2 separate regions of the Urocitellus parryii genome follow, and region 2 is linked to region 1. Evidence: chromatin contacts called from public Hi-C data. All regions are on one chromosome and are shown on one strand. The core of a region is the stretch at or near the end of the contact, and the rest is flanking DNA. Distances in the headings are between cores, read along the strand shown.

Region 1 (7,627 bases), core at 2,602-5,101:
TACTCTACAAAATAACTGCCTTGTACTTTTCAAAAATGTCAAGGTCAAGAAATAGGTTGAGGAAGTATTCCCAATTTGAAAAGACTGAAGAGATGTGATGATCAAATGTGGTACATGATCTCAGAGTGGATCTTGTATTGGGTGGAAAGGGTTATAGAGAAAACAGATAAACAAGATTTGAATATAGATTATAAATTAGATAATAATATTATGTCAATACTAAATCTCACGGTTTTTAATAACTCACTCTGGTTAGATAAGATAATGTCCTTGTTTTTAGGAAAAATACATAAAAAATTTTAAGAGTAAAAAGGTATGATGTTTTCAAATTACTCACAAATTATTCAGAAAAACATATGTGAATATAAAGCAAGAATGATAAAGCCAAATAAAACAAAATGTGAAACAACAGGCAAAAATTGTTCCAATTTTTTTGTAAGATCAAAATTATATCATAATAAAGTTTTTCAAAACTGGCCTATCTTCCAAATCAGATATTTTAATAACTCTACCAAAGTCTGGATGTTTTTAAATGTACTAATACATTTATTTTATTCTAGACTTAACTCTGTTAATTTTGACTCATCAGATAGTCATTTACATATTCCATAAGATTCAGGACTATGTCTATTATTGCTCATTATCATTCAAAGTACTATTTACTACATCCAATAAGCATGCAAACGTTTTTTAAAGTGAGCACACTCACATACTACATGATGCTTATAAACAAAGCATTAAATTATATAAAGCTCCACATTGAAAACAGAACCATTATTTGGGACAAAGAGGGACAACTCTCCATTTTTTTAAATAAAAACCAGGAATGAATCAAAAGAGTGGTCAAAAATCTAAATTAAAGAGATAAATTCCACAATTAGAAGAAGGTAAATACTTCTTTTTTATAATGGGAGTCAAGCATTTTACCTTTACAATTAACTATAAGCAGTCACTGACAACTACAATAACTTGCTTCTTTATAAATTTTTACTATATTAATAAAATTGAATCAATTACCTTAAAAGAGTAGTCAAGGTAAGTGCTGAGATTCAAAACTTCTCTAGGAGTTCACTAAGTTGCTGTATAACCCTGAGAAGCAGCCTAACAATTTCTTATCTTACAAGTAAAACTTCTGGATCATTTCCCCCCCCCCAAAGGCAAAAAGGGTGTTATGTTATAAAAATAATTTCAAGCAGTAATAGCAATGACTATTAAATATAGAAATATAAAGTCAAACATGCAAAAAAAATTTGGCTTTTTGTAAATATGTTTACAAAGTAATGAATGTAAGCATATTAACAGCAAAAGTTGACTCAAAATAATTACACAAACTACTTTTAGATCATAAATAAGTATGACAGAACACATACACACAGACACAGACACACACACACACACACACACACACACACCCAATCAACAAGTACATACCATGTTTAAAATGGTTCTATTGTTTATTTAAAAATAATGGTGACAAAAACCAAGTATGAGATAGGTCTCCTGACTAGAACTGGGACTATAAGAAACAATACAATTCTCAAATATAGGTAGAACCCAGGAAAAAAATTCTTTTCATGTACAATTATGTGTTACATTAAAAGAGTAGCATAGATTGTCCGTTAGATATACAATATTAACTCAATTTTCAGTGTTTTCCAATATTACTTGAGTATTGAAGCAGGTAAGTCAGAAATACAATTGAATTCCCTTTTCCATCAAATCCGGTTAATTTTGTGTCTCATTAAAATTTGATTTTTTTCAAAGGTACAAGTAGTTTTGCGATGCAAAGTCGCATCTGGATAAGCAAGAGAAAAACATACTCCCAAAATATTCTAAAATAAAAACTGACCAAAGACAACCTTAAATCACTGTATCCCTTGGCAAAACGTAACATAGTATCGGCATGAGCCAGTATTACAATGCTGTCATCCTACCTGATTCTATCTTAATAAACTCAACAATTTCTATGCAGTTTTTTTCCAGCAGAAAAGATCTTCACATATGTAATAATAAAGATAGGTACATTTTGTATTCAAAAAGAACAAATACCAACACACTTGGTATAAAGAATTCCCAGAGGTTTTTTTAGACTGAAATCACTTATGAACACTTGACTAAAGCTTTTTCCCTTAACTTCCTCAGATAACACCAAAACATATTTTATATAGATAAAATAAAACAGTACAGGTCTTAAACAGCACTTAAACGCCCCTCATCGGAGCAGTCTTCCTTCACGTACGTTTTCCTACAGGCATCCCATTCTGCAGGGCACCTTTAGGAATGAAGTTGTCACTGGTGTAACCTAGGAGGACCTCCGCCCCACCAGTGAAAGCAGGAGAGATCTTAAGGAGCTAACCAAACAAACCTAGGGAGTGGGGAAGGGGAAGGGGCGCGAGGTGGCGCAAGAACAGATGAAAACAAGGTGAGACAGTTGTTTCCTTAAGGCACTAAGGTCACTCCCCAACTCCCAATGCCAATATTTACTGGCCAGCAGAAAAAGCGGAGCCATCGCCCACCGCTGACACAACGCAACCTTCCTTCCCACTCTCGGCACCCAGTCCCACCCACACCCCCGATACACAAACCCGCGCGGCTCGCCCGGCCCGACCGCTCCGGCCCCTCCACGCCCACCCATCAGCCTGCCCACCAGCTCCAGGCGCAAGTCTCACGCGGGCAAAAAAAGGCTGCTGCAAGGTGGGGAGTCCCGCCATCTCCCGCCACCCCGAGCAACCCACAGAATGAGAGCTCCTAGTCCAGAAGTTTGGAGCAAAGGAGTCGGACCCCCTCCCCCGGGAAGGCAGCCTTGCAGCTGAACCGGGCTGCGAGCCGGGGAGGGCGACGCGAGTGTGTGTGCAGGGAGAGTCCATCACATGACAGTGAAAGGACAGGAGTCGTCGGGGCGTCCGCGCGGAGGGGTGAGTGGGGGGGGGGAAGAGGGTGCCGTTGCCGTGGCAACACCCCCCCCTGGCCGTCCAGACTTCCAAAGAGGGAGGAAGAACTTCAAATCCCAACCGTCAGCGCTCGAGCGGCTCCTTCTTAAAGGGGTACACACAGAGCCGCCGCCGCCACCGCCGAGCGCGAGAGGGCAGAGTTGGACGCCCCCCGCCCCTCGGGCGGCGCCCCCCGCCCTCGCCCCCCGCCGGCCCACCCGCGGCCCCGGCCCCGCGAGCGCCCCGGGGACCCCCGGGTCCGGATCCCCGGGAACTCGGCCGTGTCCGCCAGCCCGGCCCCCGGCGACGAGAAGGGGGTGTGTGTGCGCTCGGCGGGGGCGCGGACCAGCCCGCCTTCCTCCCGCTGCCCTGCCCGCCGGCTCCCTTCGGCCAGGGCGCCGACCAGCCCGGCCGCTTCCCCCTCCTGTCAGCAAGGACCGCTGGCGGCGATACGGGCACGGAGGAGTTTCGGCAAGAGCGCGAGCGAGTGGCTTCCTCCGGGCTCGGCGAGCGGGTCCGAACTAACAGTTCCCTGGGAGCCCAGGAGCCGAGAAGGCAGGCGACCGAGCGCGGACCGCGCCGGGCGAGGAGCCCCCGAGACAAAAGGCGAGCGCCGGGGCCGCCGCGCCGCCGCCGCTCCCATCTCTCTCCCCATTGAACTGACCCGAACCGGAGATTCAACTAAACCCCTCAGCCACAAACTCCTCGGGCTGCGGCAGCAGCCGCCGCACGGAGCCCGGGGCCCCGACCCGTGTCTCTCTTACCTACACAGTGCATGAGGCGGTGGCGCCAAGAGTCGAGTTCCCGCCGGAATCCTCTCCTCTCCGCCGCGCACCGAGGGCTCCGGCACTGAGCGGCGGCGGCGGCGGCGGCGGCAGCAGCGGCGGCGGCAGCGGCCATTCTCTCTCTTCCCTTGTCCATCTGCGTCCCGCGTCACGCGCCCTCATTTACATACGAGCGGCGCAGGCACGAGGCAGGGGCGCGAGCCCTCGGCGCGAGCCCCGGAGCGCGCGCCCCCCGGAGGGGGTTGATTGACACGTGTCACTACCTTCCCTCTGCCCTTCCCTCCCCCTCCCACCGCTCCCTCAGGGAGAGGCGGGGAGGGAGCCAGAGGAGAAGGAAGCAACCTGCCGCTTCCGCTGACCCCGCCCCCCCATCCACTCCTCTCTCCCCTCCTCCCCCGGAGTTTACTCAAGCAAGCCATGCCGCTCCCGCCGCCCGCGAAAACCCTGAGCGGGAGCGAGAGACCCGGAGCCGAGCCAGGAACCCGCGTGCTAAAGGAGCTGACTAGCAACGCCTCCTTTCTGCCTTGGCGCTGGCCGTTCGGAGACTTCACTTCCCAGGCTCCCTTGCGCCCTTGTCCCGAAGCGGAACTTGCGGCGTTGGCGCGGTGCAGGCTGGGCGTTGTAGTCTGGCCCAGATGAGCACCCACGGGTCCTCTAGCACGCTGTAGCTAGCCGAGTGGCCTTCGACTTCTTGGCGCAGGACCTAAGGTGGGCTTAAACTCCCACTCCCTACCCCCAGGACCTTACACTGCCGGCGTTGTCCAGACAGACGCGCTGCTTTAGCTTCCACAATGGAAGTGCAAAAATTGTTGGTTCTTGCAAGTGTGCTTTAAGTGTTGGAAACTTTGAGGGGTCACTGTCATCTTGTCACTACAGGGAAAGGGCAAGCCAACTATTCAGTTGCATCTGAAATAATTGCCAGACGTCCAGAGATGCCGCAGTGACTTCAGTTTCCAAGGCGAAGAGATCATTGCAAAGCGGAAATACTTGCTAGAATTAGGAAAAAGATGAAAGACTTTTCACCGAAAATTATTTAAGGGAGAGGACGTAGCTGGCTGAAAACTCCAGGAGGGAATTTTTTATGATCTGCAAAATATAAACTCCTGGAGGGAAACCACCCCCTGAGACTTCTGTGCCTTGGCATCTTTCATTCGCTCTACCCTAGTACAGTGCCAGGATGTGGCATGGGATTCAGCACTTTAAATTTGTTATGGAGTGAATTCTGCACTATGCTAAAGAAAATAACTTATTCTGAGAGAAAGAAATTTTTTGGTTAAATTTAGACTTCAATTAGATTTTTACTTTTGCACCAGAGCAAGCCTGCATTTATTTCTTGTATAGTTGCAGAGGGCCAAACCCAGGCTAAGCCACCCAAAGTTTACTAAGAAGTGTATTACTGGGAATTTATGCACAAGTGCACAAGTCTATGGGAAATATGTTTCTGAGTTCTGTATCACCCTCCTTGTATGGCTTATCTTCATCTACCTTTCTTACCCACTCCACGCGAAGAAGTATTGTTCATCATTACCTCAGTAGTGAAGATGTGATTACACCTTCATAAAAGTTTTTTGTTTTTTTTTTAAAACAGTGACGTTGGAAATCTTACAAACACCTTTCCTAGAACAGTCACATTTGAGACAGGTGAAATCACTAGTGAAAGTGCTTTTGAAATTATAAATGAATGGTTTCAGTTACCACTTCTACACATAAATTGCTAAGATGATTAGACTTTGTAGGTTTCCTGATGGCTTCTGTAGTAGTCTTCATTAGTTAGGATGGAACACTTTGGTGCAGTCACAAAGGATCCAAAAATCTTAGTGCCTTAAAACAAACAAAACAAAATTTAATCTACATGTTCTTCTTCAGGGGTGAGGGACCTTCATTCCAGGTGGTTCTCACCAAGCAACTAGATGTTTAGGGAGGCTGGAAAGACTGGAACTTTCTTCCATGTTTGATAAACAAAAGGAAGATGAGGAATGGCAAACTAGTTCTTCCTAAAAGTACTAGGAGTCTGTTCCACTCATATTTCACTGACCAAAGCAAATCATGTAGGTATCTCTATCTTCGAGGAGCAGGGGAGGTGCAATCCTATTTGCCCAGAAGAACGATAACTAGAATTTCTTAATGGAATAGCACCAAGGATATCACAATTCATCCTCTAGCCACTAATTTACAGTTAATTCTTTACACTACAAAATACATTCACTCCTATTACAAGTGAGACAATCTGAAAATTCTGTTCAGTAAAGCATTAATCTCGAAGTCCAGCATCTCTGTATTGCTTGGTAGGATATATTAACACTGGATAAAGCTTCTCTTGTTACATAAACCTAAAAAGGCACAGTATCTATCCTCCCCCAATTATAGTTTACACACACACAAACAAACACATTTAACAAATACTGGTGGGACGGGGACAAATTAACTATCTTAGTTCATTTTGTGCTGCTGTAACAGAATAACACAGACTACTTTATAAAAACAAATTTATCTCTCACTGTTCTGGAGGCTAGGAAATTTAAGACAATAATGTTGGCATCTAGCAAGAGCCTTCTTGCTGTGTCATCCTATGCAGAAGGGCAGAGGCAAGAGATTAAAAGGGTGAGCCAAACTCCCACTTTTCTAACAAACTCATTTTCAAGATAACAAAGTTAATCCATTCACTCTAACCTTTGAGACTCATTGCATCTTATTAGGTCCCATGTCCCAAAGCCATTGCATGAGAAAGTAAGGTTCCAACATATGCTTTGTGTGTGTGTGTGTGTGTGTGTGTGTGTGTGTGTGTGTGTGTGTTGTAGGGGGTGGGGCACCTTCAAACCATCATACATTGGAAACATTCATATTTAGGAGTGGAAATAATGGGAGCCATATATCAAATATTTAGCAAATAGTTTACCATCATTAACTAGCATGGATTGCCTTCTTTCCAACCTCTAACAAGACTCCTTGCCACTACCTATTGGGCCTATAAGATATAACTACATATTTTAATATTCTATCATAACTTTACCTTCTTCTGTGTATGAATTTCTACATTCTTCTGGGTATTAAATTCCTACCAATTTAGGCAGAATGGCCTACAATATGCTCCAGTAACACAAACTCAAAACCTTAGTGGCTTAATGCAAAGGTTTATTTCTTATAATAGGTCAGTGTGGAAGAAGATGGAGAGAACTTTTCCATGTCCATTCAGGATCCAGAACTTATGGAGCTCCACCATCTGAAAGTTCCCCTGTCACCATGAAAAGAGAACAATGATGTGGAATCATAGTCCAGCTCTTAAAGGCTTCTGATAGAAGTGATACATTTCAATGGATAAAGCAAATTATACACCCATGACTAATTTTGAGGAAACAATATATTAGATACCTTTGAGGGAATAACCAACCATCCCAAAACTTAATATCTAAAAAATCAGATGTTTATTTACCTTATGAGTCTATGGAATGATAATTTGTGCGACACTTGGTTGGCCCACTTAGGTGTGGGCAGTGACTTGTCAGCTAGGTAGCTCAGTATCTGGAAGTTAGTTGAGTTGATTGTCATGTGGGAAAACAGATCTCAGTATTCCTCGTCATCAAGGAACAAACAAACCAGGGCTTGGTTTATTTGCATGGTGGCACAGTCATAGGGTTCCACACAGCAGTGAGAGAGCAATCCCCAGCCTACAAGTGCTTTTCAAGTCTCAGCTTGGATCACATTTGCCCCAGTCATGACCAAACCCAGAGTCAATATGGATAAACAAAGTCTACCTCTTAGTAGAAGGATTTGCAAGTCACATTGTAAAAAGGCATGGATAGAGGGAATTACACAATTTTTGTGGCCAGTTTTTCAGTTTACCACATTTGGGGAAATGCAGTGTTACCATAATTCTCCAAAGGAAAGAGACATAGAAATATGGACAAATGAATT
Region 2 (6,690 bases), core at 2,589-5,088, 180 kb before region 1:
TTGAACTCACAATCCTTCTGTCTCAGCCTCCCAAGCCACTGGGATTACAGGTTTGCACCATAATGCATGGCTGATCCTTAAGCCTTAAAAAATAGACTATAAACACATTTTGCACTGAGATGTGCATGAGCTTCTAGGGGCCAGGGGCAGAATGTTATGTTTGATTCAAAGTATTCCCCCAAAAGCTCATGTGTGAGACAATGCAAGAAAATTTAGAGACGAAATGATTGGGTTATAAGAGCTTTAACATAACCAGTGCATTAACCCACTGATATCAATAATTGTAGAAAGGTAGGGAAGGTATGGCTGGAGGAGGTGGTTCACTAGGGGCATGCCTTGGGGATTTATAATTTTGTCCCCGGTGAGCTGAGATCTGTGCTTTCTGATCACCATTTCCTAAGCTGCTTTCCTCTGTCACGCCATTCTGCCTTGATGTGCTGCTTCACCTTGGGCCCAGAGCTATGGAGTCAGCTGCCTATGGACTGAGACCTCTGAAACCTTGAGTGCAAACTAAACTTTTCCTCTTTTCAAACTATTCTTGTCAGGTCTTTTGGTTATGGTGACGATAGAGCTGACTAAAACACATATCAAAACTGAATGTACTCTAACATTGCTGGTGGGACTGCAAATTAGTTCAGCCAATTTGGAAAGCAGTATGGAGATTCCTTGGAAAGCTGGGAATGGAACCACCATTTGACCCAGCTATTCCCCTTCTCGGACTATACCCAAAAGACCTAAAAAGAGCATACAACAGGGACACAGCTACATCAATGTTCACAGCAGCACAATTCACAATAGCTAGACTGTGGAACCAACCCAGATGCCCTTCAATAGATGAATCGATAAAAAAAAATGTAGCATTTATACACAATGGAATATTACTCAGCACTAAAAAACAACAAAATCATGGTATTTGCAGGGAAATGGATGACATTAGAGCAGATTATGCTAAGTGAAGGTAGCCAATTCCTAAAAAACAAATGCAGAATGTCTTCTTTGATATAAGGGGGGCGATTCAAAACAGAGCAGGGAGGAAGAGCATGAAAAGAAGATTACCATTAAATAGGGGCGAGAGGTGCATGGGAATGGGAGAGAGAAGGGGAATTGCACAGAAGATGGTAGCAGACCCTCATTGTTATGCAAAATTACATATAAGATGGTGTGAGGGGGAAGAAAAAAGAGAGAAATGTGTCACAGTAGATTGGGTAGAAAGAGGGGAGGGGAAGGGAGGGGGGATAGGATGGGCAGCACAATACAATAGACACTAGTATGACCCTATGTATAAACGTGGCTGTATAACCAATATGATCCTGCAATCTGTACACGTGGAAAAATAAGATTAAGATTACGTACCCCATTTGAATCAAATGTATGATGTCAAGATCATTGTAATGTTTTGAGCAACTAATAAAAAAATAAAAAAAAAACGGAATGTACTTTATACATTTCCACGTACAATTTACCTTTAAAGAAATATTGGTAATTGATACCTTTAATACACATCTTTTCTTAGTGTTTGTTATTTTTTTAGTCAAACTAACTTTACCAAGGACAGGAAGAAATTCCCATAGTTGTTATTATTTGTTCTCTTCCACAGCACTAAAAACAAGGCAAAACCCATGTAAACTTTAGAGTGGTAAGACTGTGATGTTTAAATTTAATCTAGCATCTTTAAAAAATTTTCAGATTATAATTTTCAAAAAATACTGAACAAAAGCATGGCACTAATCATAAAAAAAAAAAAAAATGAAAACAGGCTGACCTCTGGTGGCCAGATGCCTCATCCTTTAGTAACTAACAAAACATTATGAAGTCTCTCATTGATGGTGAGATAGTCAAATAAAATGTACTACATAATACAATTAGAAACTTTACAAAATAACAAAGGTAGCAAGCACCCAAACACAAAGAGAGGGGTACAATTAAAGTCATCAAAATAAGTAAAATGTCACCAAATATTAGTTTGTTCTAATGGTTTATCAGTTAATGTTACATTAAAAAAAATGGTATATGAACTAGTTCCCCTAAAGTAAAGGAAGAGTTCTGTGCAGTTCACTACTGTAGCCACTAGCCCTGTACCACTAGCTCCATGGGCCTACTCAGTGCCTGAAATGTGGTTACAGTAAAATAGTACCGAATTTCAAAGACTTAGAAAAAAATGTAAGTTATCTCAATCATTTATATTGATGACATGTTGTAATAAAATTGAGTATACCTGGTTAAAAAATTAATGCCTTTTCTAGGTTTCTTTTACCACAGCTTTCTAAGTATTCTGCCTTTTAGTTATAGTGAGATTATCTATGCTCTCCTTATAATCTGTGCATTTTTAGGCCTCTATGCTTTTACTCTGATTAATTTGAATACCTCTCTTTTCTTTAAATTTAGACATCATGTTAATTTCAAAATTACAGGCAACTCACTTAACTAGCACTTGAATACTGAAAGTTTCAGGAATTAGGGACATGAAGCAGAGGAACATTATTCTTTGGCAGATGGTCTGTGCCTTGGCTTCATCATCTTAAAGGAGACTGAAATTACCTTACAGGGGTTTTTGTAATGATTTAATGTTCTCTGGCACATTGTTACTATTAACATTATCAATATGAATAAACTTAAAAATCATATTGACTGCAAAAGCCAGTTATTCGTATAACATTTAAAACATCCAAATCACTACAGTCTATTCATTCAGCGATATTTATTCATATGGTTAATATATAAAAATTTGCATGATCAAAATTAACAGTAAATTTTAAAATATCTGTTATTTCAGGAAAGGTTAATTCAAAAGTTGTACAGGCAACTTTGTTGTAACTTTCTATTTCTTCACCTGGCAGTGGTTACTGAGGTGTAGGGGAGAAATGTTTCTTTCCGTCCTAGGTTCTTTGGTTGGATTAGGAACTGATAAAAAGACATTAACAACAACAAAAGCACATTTAATAACGTACACAGGCACAGAAGACTCACAAGACACTGAGACTAGAAGGGTCAGATGACTGAGGCATCCTGAACTACAGAAGGAAGAGGGGCTTGGGGTTTTTAGGAAAGCAGGTGGTGCCATAGTTAAGGAAAGATGCGGAGAGGTTATGTATGGGGATGCTTTACAAAGACAGTTTTAAGAACTAATCCTGATTTGCGGTTTCTCAGAATATAACAGCCAGAAATACGCCAAGTAAGCACTCTCTAGTGACATATTTTGGAGGGGTATGTCCTGAGCCTCAACAGAGGTATTCCTTTTTATTGGAGATCATTTCATTAAAAAAAAAAAAAAAAAAGGTTTAAAGACTTCATTCTCTTAACCACGACCCCGAAGACCTCTCTCCCTGCGATCTCCTTTGTTTACTACACCGAGCTCCCGCAGGTTTGTGAAGGACGCCGGAAAAGCTCGCACGCCCGGAGCCAGCGGCAGCTCGACTACACCGGGCTGCTCCTCCTCACAGGTCCCGCCTCCATTCGCCGTGGCAAGTGCCAGGCACCCTAGGCCAGGACAGAGGGCGGGACAAGGGCCGCAGGGTGTCGGGATCCGGGGAACTCGGGACGGCTGGCTTCTCGGAGAGCGCCGGCCGCGCCCCGGCTTCGCCAACGCCCGGTCCCTCCTCCACCTCCACACGCATCCCTCCTCGGGTTCCCTGCCCCGCCGCAGGAGCGGAGACGGTTCCCTCGGCTGACTCCCTGTTCTCACCGTGGAGGATCCTTTCTGCTTTCTCGCCTCACGCCCAGCCACGCGAGTCCGCTAACGCGTAGCGCCACCAGCCCTGTCCCGAACGTCGCACCAAGTCTCCGCTTGACATCCCTGACGGCACCACTTCCGGTCGAACCAACGCCTCCTGTCCTTAGAAACGCCACTTCCTACCGGGAAAAACGGGGGGCGCGGGGGCGGGGAAACACACCCTAGGCGCATGCGCCCAAGTCGCGGGGCTCTTAGTGGATGGACTCCTTTCTTCCCGCTCAAGCATCCTAAGCCCTCGCGGCGTTCTCGCGATGTTTCAATCTCCCGCGGGAGTTATTTGAACGCTCTGGCGGTAACCACGCCCTGGACGCTCAGAGGCCGGCCTACGGGAGTCAGTGGAGACTAGACTGCTGGGTTTCGGAGCCCACGGCGGTCATCTAGGCGCTATGGGAGCGGAGAAGAGGCTGCTGCCGATTAAGGAAGCCTTTCGGCTGGCACAGCAGCCTCACCAGAACCAGGCGAAACTGGTGGTGGCTCTGAGTCGCACCTACGGCACGGTAAGCTGTTCTGCCAGCGGCCCGCGTCTGAGCGCCGCGCCCCACCTTCCTCCGCCCAGCCTCCCCGAGGGCCTTCTGTCGCTCTGCGGACTTGATGCATCTTGCCTCCACCCCTATTCGCTGTCGTGACCCGCGGCTTACAGTGATCAGGCCACTTGCCCGAGTCGCCGGGGGCGCTGTCCACCCGGGGACCCGCCCTGGCTTTTCTGCACTGACCCTTCCCTCCTCTCCTGCGATCTCCGGGACGGTTTGGGCCATTAATCCTGAGCCTGCAGTGAACCTGGAAGGCGCCGAGGCACCGAGCGTCAGTGGGCTCGGTGGCTCTGCCGTCGTTTCGCAGAAAAGCCCCAACCTCCTGCCACCGCCAAGCTGGAACCAGTCGTCAAATGCCCATTAGACATCGGAACTTAGCCCTTCCCTTACTATGTGTCTTGAGTGGAGCCTAGGGAGCAAAGGGACAATGATTTTGGGGAAGAGAAGGTATCTTGATATCAAAGAAAAATTGTAAGGAAGTATAATAGGGCTTTAAGTAGGAGATGGGATAGAATGTGAAAGTTTTACCAAGGGAAATTTCCAGGTGATAGAAAGGGCTAAATATGTAGTGTTGGTTGTGAGTTCATGAAAAAGCAGGTTTATACTCCAGTGACACTAAATGCGTAATGAAAATTTTAAATTTAAAGAAAATATAAGAATTCTTTAACTGCCAAAAGTCACTCTGGTGTACACTCTGAGAGGTGCAAATTATAGTTTAGAGAGAAATTGGTGCAGACTTACTTCTTTGTTTTTGCTGTTTTGGATAACTGAGCTTACCAATGATTTTAGTTTGTGTTTTGGCTAGTGCTCTCAGTATTAGGGTCATGTTGGGTTAAAGGATCTTAATCAGTGCAGTTTATGAGGGGTTTCTTTTGTTTTTCAGATGGATGATAAAGCAGTTTTTCATGAGGAGTTTGTTCATTACCTTAAATATGCTATGGTGGTTTATAAACGGGAACCAGCCGTGGAGAGGGTAATAGAATTCGCGGCAAAATTTGTTACTTCATTTCACCAGTCCAATTTGGAAGATGATGAGGAAGAGGAAGATGGTGGCATTTTAAATTATTTGTTTACTTTTCTCTTAAAGGTACTTATGAAAACTAGCACCTTGGGGAAGTAATGTAGAAACTTTTACTTTAAATTTTGTATATGTCAGGACAATATCTGGTGATTGAGAAAATATCTGTGAATGAGTAACTCTGGTTAACAGTAAAAGGTGGGCTTTACAAATAACTTCAGCATCAAGTGTTTGATGATCTCTTTCAATCAGTTCTCACTTGTTTTCAGTGAGTTTTCTATTTTACAAGTTCTTACAAATAATTTGTAATTTAGTAAATACTTTTTTTTCAAACTGTCAAACTGAATAAAAAGTATCTTTATATAGTTATATATAAATGCCTTCATAGTTTATTAGCAAATAATGAATTACTGTTGTCACTTCAGGTGGCATTGAATATTTAGGAATGGTATGTTGACTAGGAATATTGGTTTTTATTTTAGTCTCATGAAGCAAACAGCAGTGCAGTCAGATTTAGAGTATGCCAGCTCATAAATAAGCTTTTGGGAAGTATGCCAGAAAATGCCCAGATTGATGATGATTTGTTTGATAAAATTAATGAAGCCATGCTTATTAGATTAAAAGATAAAATTCCAAATGTGAGAATACAAGCAGTCCTGGCTCTTTCACGACTTCAGGATCCCAAGGATGATGAATGTCCAGTGGTTAAAGGTATGTGTGACCTCCTAAATCTTTTCAGTTTTTATTGATTTTGTTAATTTTTCAGCAATTGTAATTTTTTTTTTAATTTTGAACTACATATATATGTATATGTAACACACACACACACACACACACACACACACACACACACACAGAAGAGTAGAACACCCAAGTAGCAACCACTACTTAAAAAAATGTATTTAAAAAAATAGAACATGGGCTGGGGTTGTGGCTCAGTGGTAGAGTACTTGCCTCGCATGTGTGAGGCACTGTGTTTGATTCTCAGCACCACATATAAATAAAATAAAATAAAATAAAGGACTATTGAAAACTAAAAAAATATTTAAAAAAAGAACATTATCAGTGTCTTTGAAGTCGGCCTGTCTGTATCTCACAATTGTATACCTGTCCCTGAGAAGTAATTATTATTATTGCTTTTTTGAAAAAAAAACTTAATTTTTAGTTGAAAAACATAATCATATGTGGCTCTTGTAAAGTTTTGTCTATCATTTTGTGTGAACTATACTATATTTTTCTTTCAAAATTATTTTTAATTTTAGTGTTTATATGTGATACTTTTTTAATGTATTATATAGCATTCTGTTGTTTGGAGTTAATAGTTTATTATTTCTAATCTTAATGTATTTTTTAATTGTTTCCAATTATTTTGCTTTTAAAAAAAATTGTTATTATGAATTTTCTTAATTACA

The links. Hi-C and Micro-C count contacts between places; a contact is called where the count stands out from the background.
Region 2: a Hi-C map of muscle shows a contact between it and region 1, with 5 times the contacts expected there. The contact joins the promoter of Dcaf16 here to the promoter of Lcorl in region 1. A contact is called at or near these places in 2 of 2 Hi-C or Micro-C datasets (liver and muscle).

The regions. Positions count from the first base shown.
Region 1 is chr10:132,528,799-132,536,425 of mUroPar1.hap1, reverse strand. It overlaps Lcorl (ligand dependent nuclear receptor corepressor like), which reads right to left and starts at 3,851. Exons shown (of 3, transcript XM_077803431.1): 1 at 3,695-3,851. The coding sequence starts at 3,851.
Region 2 is chr10:132,709,460-132,716,149 of mUroPar1.hap1, reverse strand. Dcaf16 (DDB1 and CUL4 associated factor 16) reads right to left here and starts at 3,838. Exons shown (of 3, transcript XM_026403548.2): 1 at 3,683-3,838. It overlaps Ncapg (non-SMC condensin I complex subunit G), which reads left to right. Exons shown (of 21, transcript XM_026403497.2): 2 at 5,144-5,347; 3 at 5,761-5,989. The coding sequence starts at 5,144.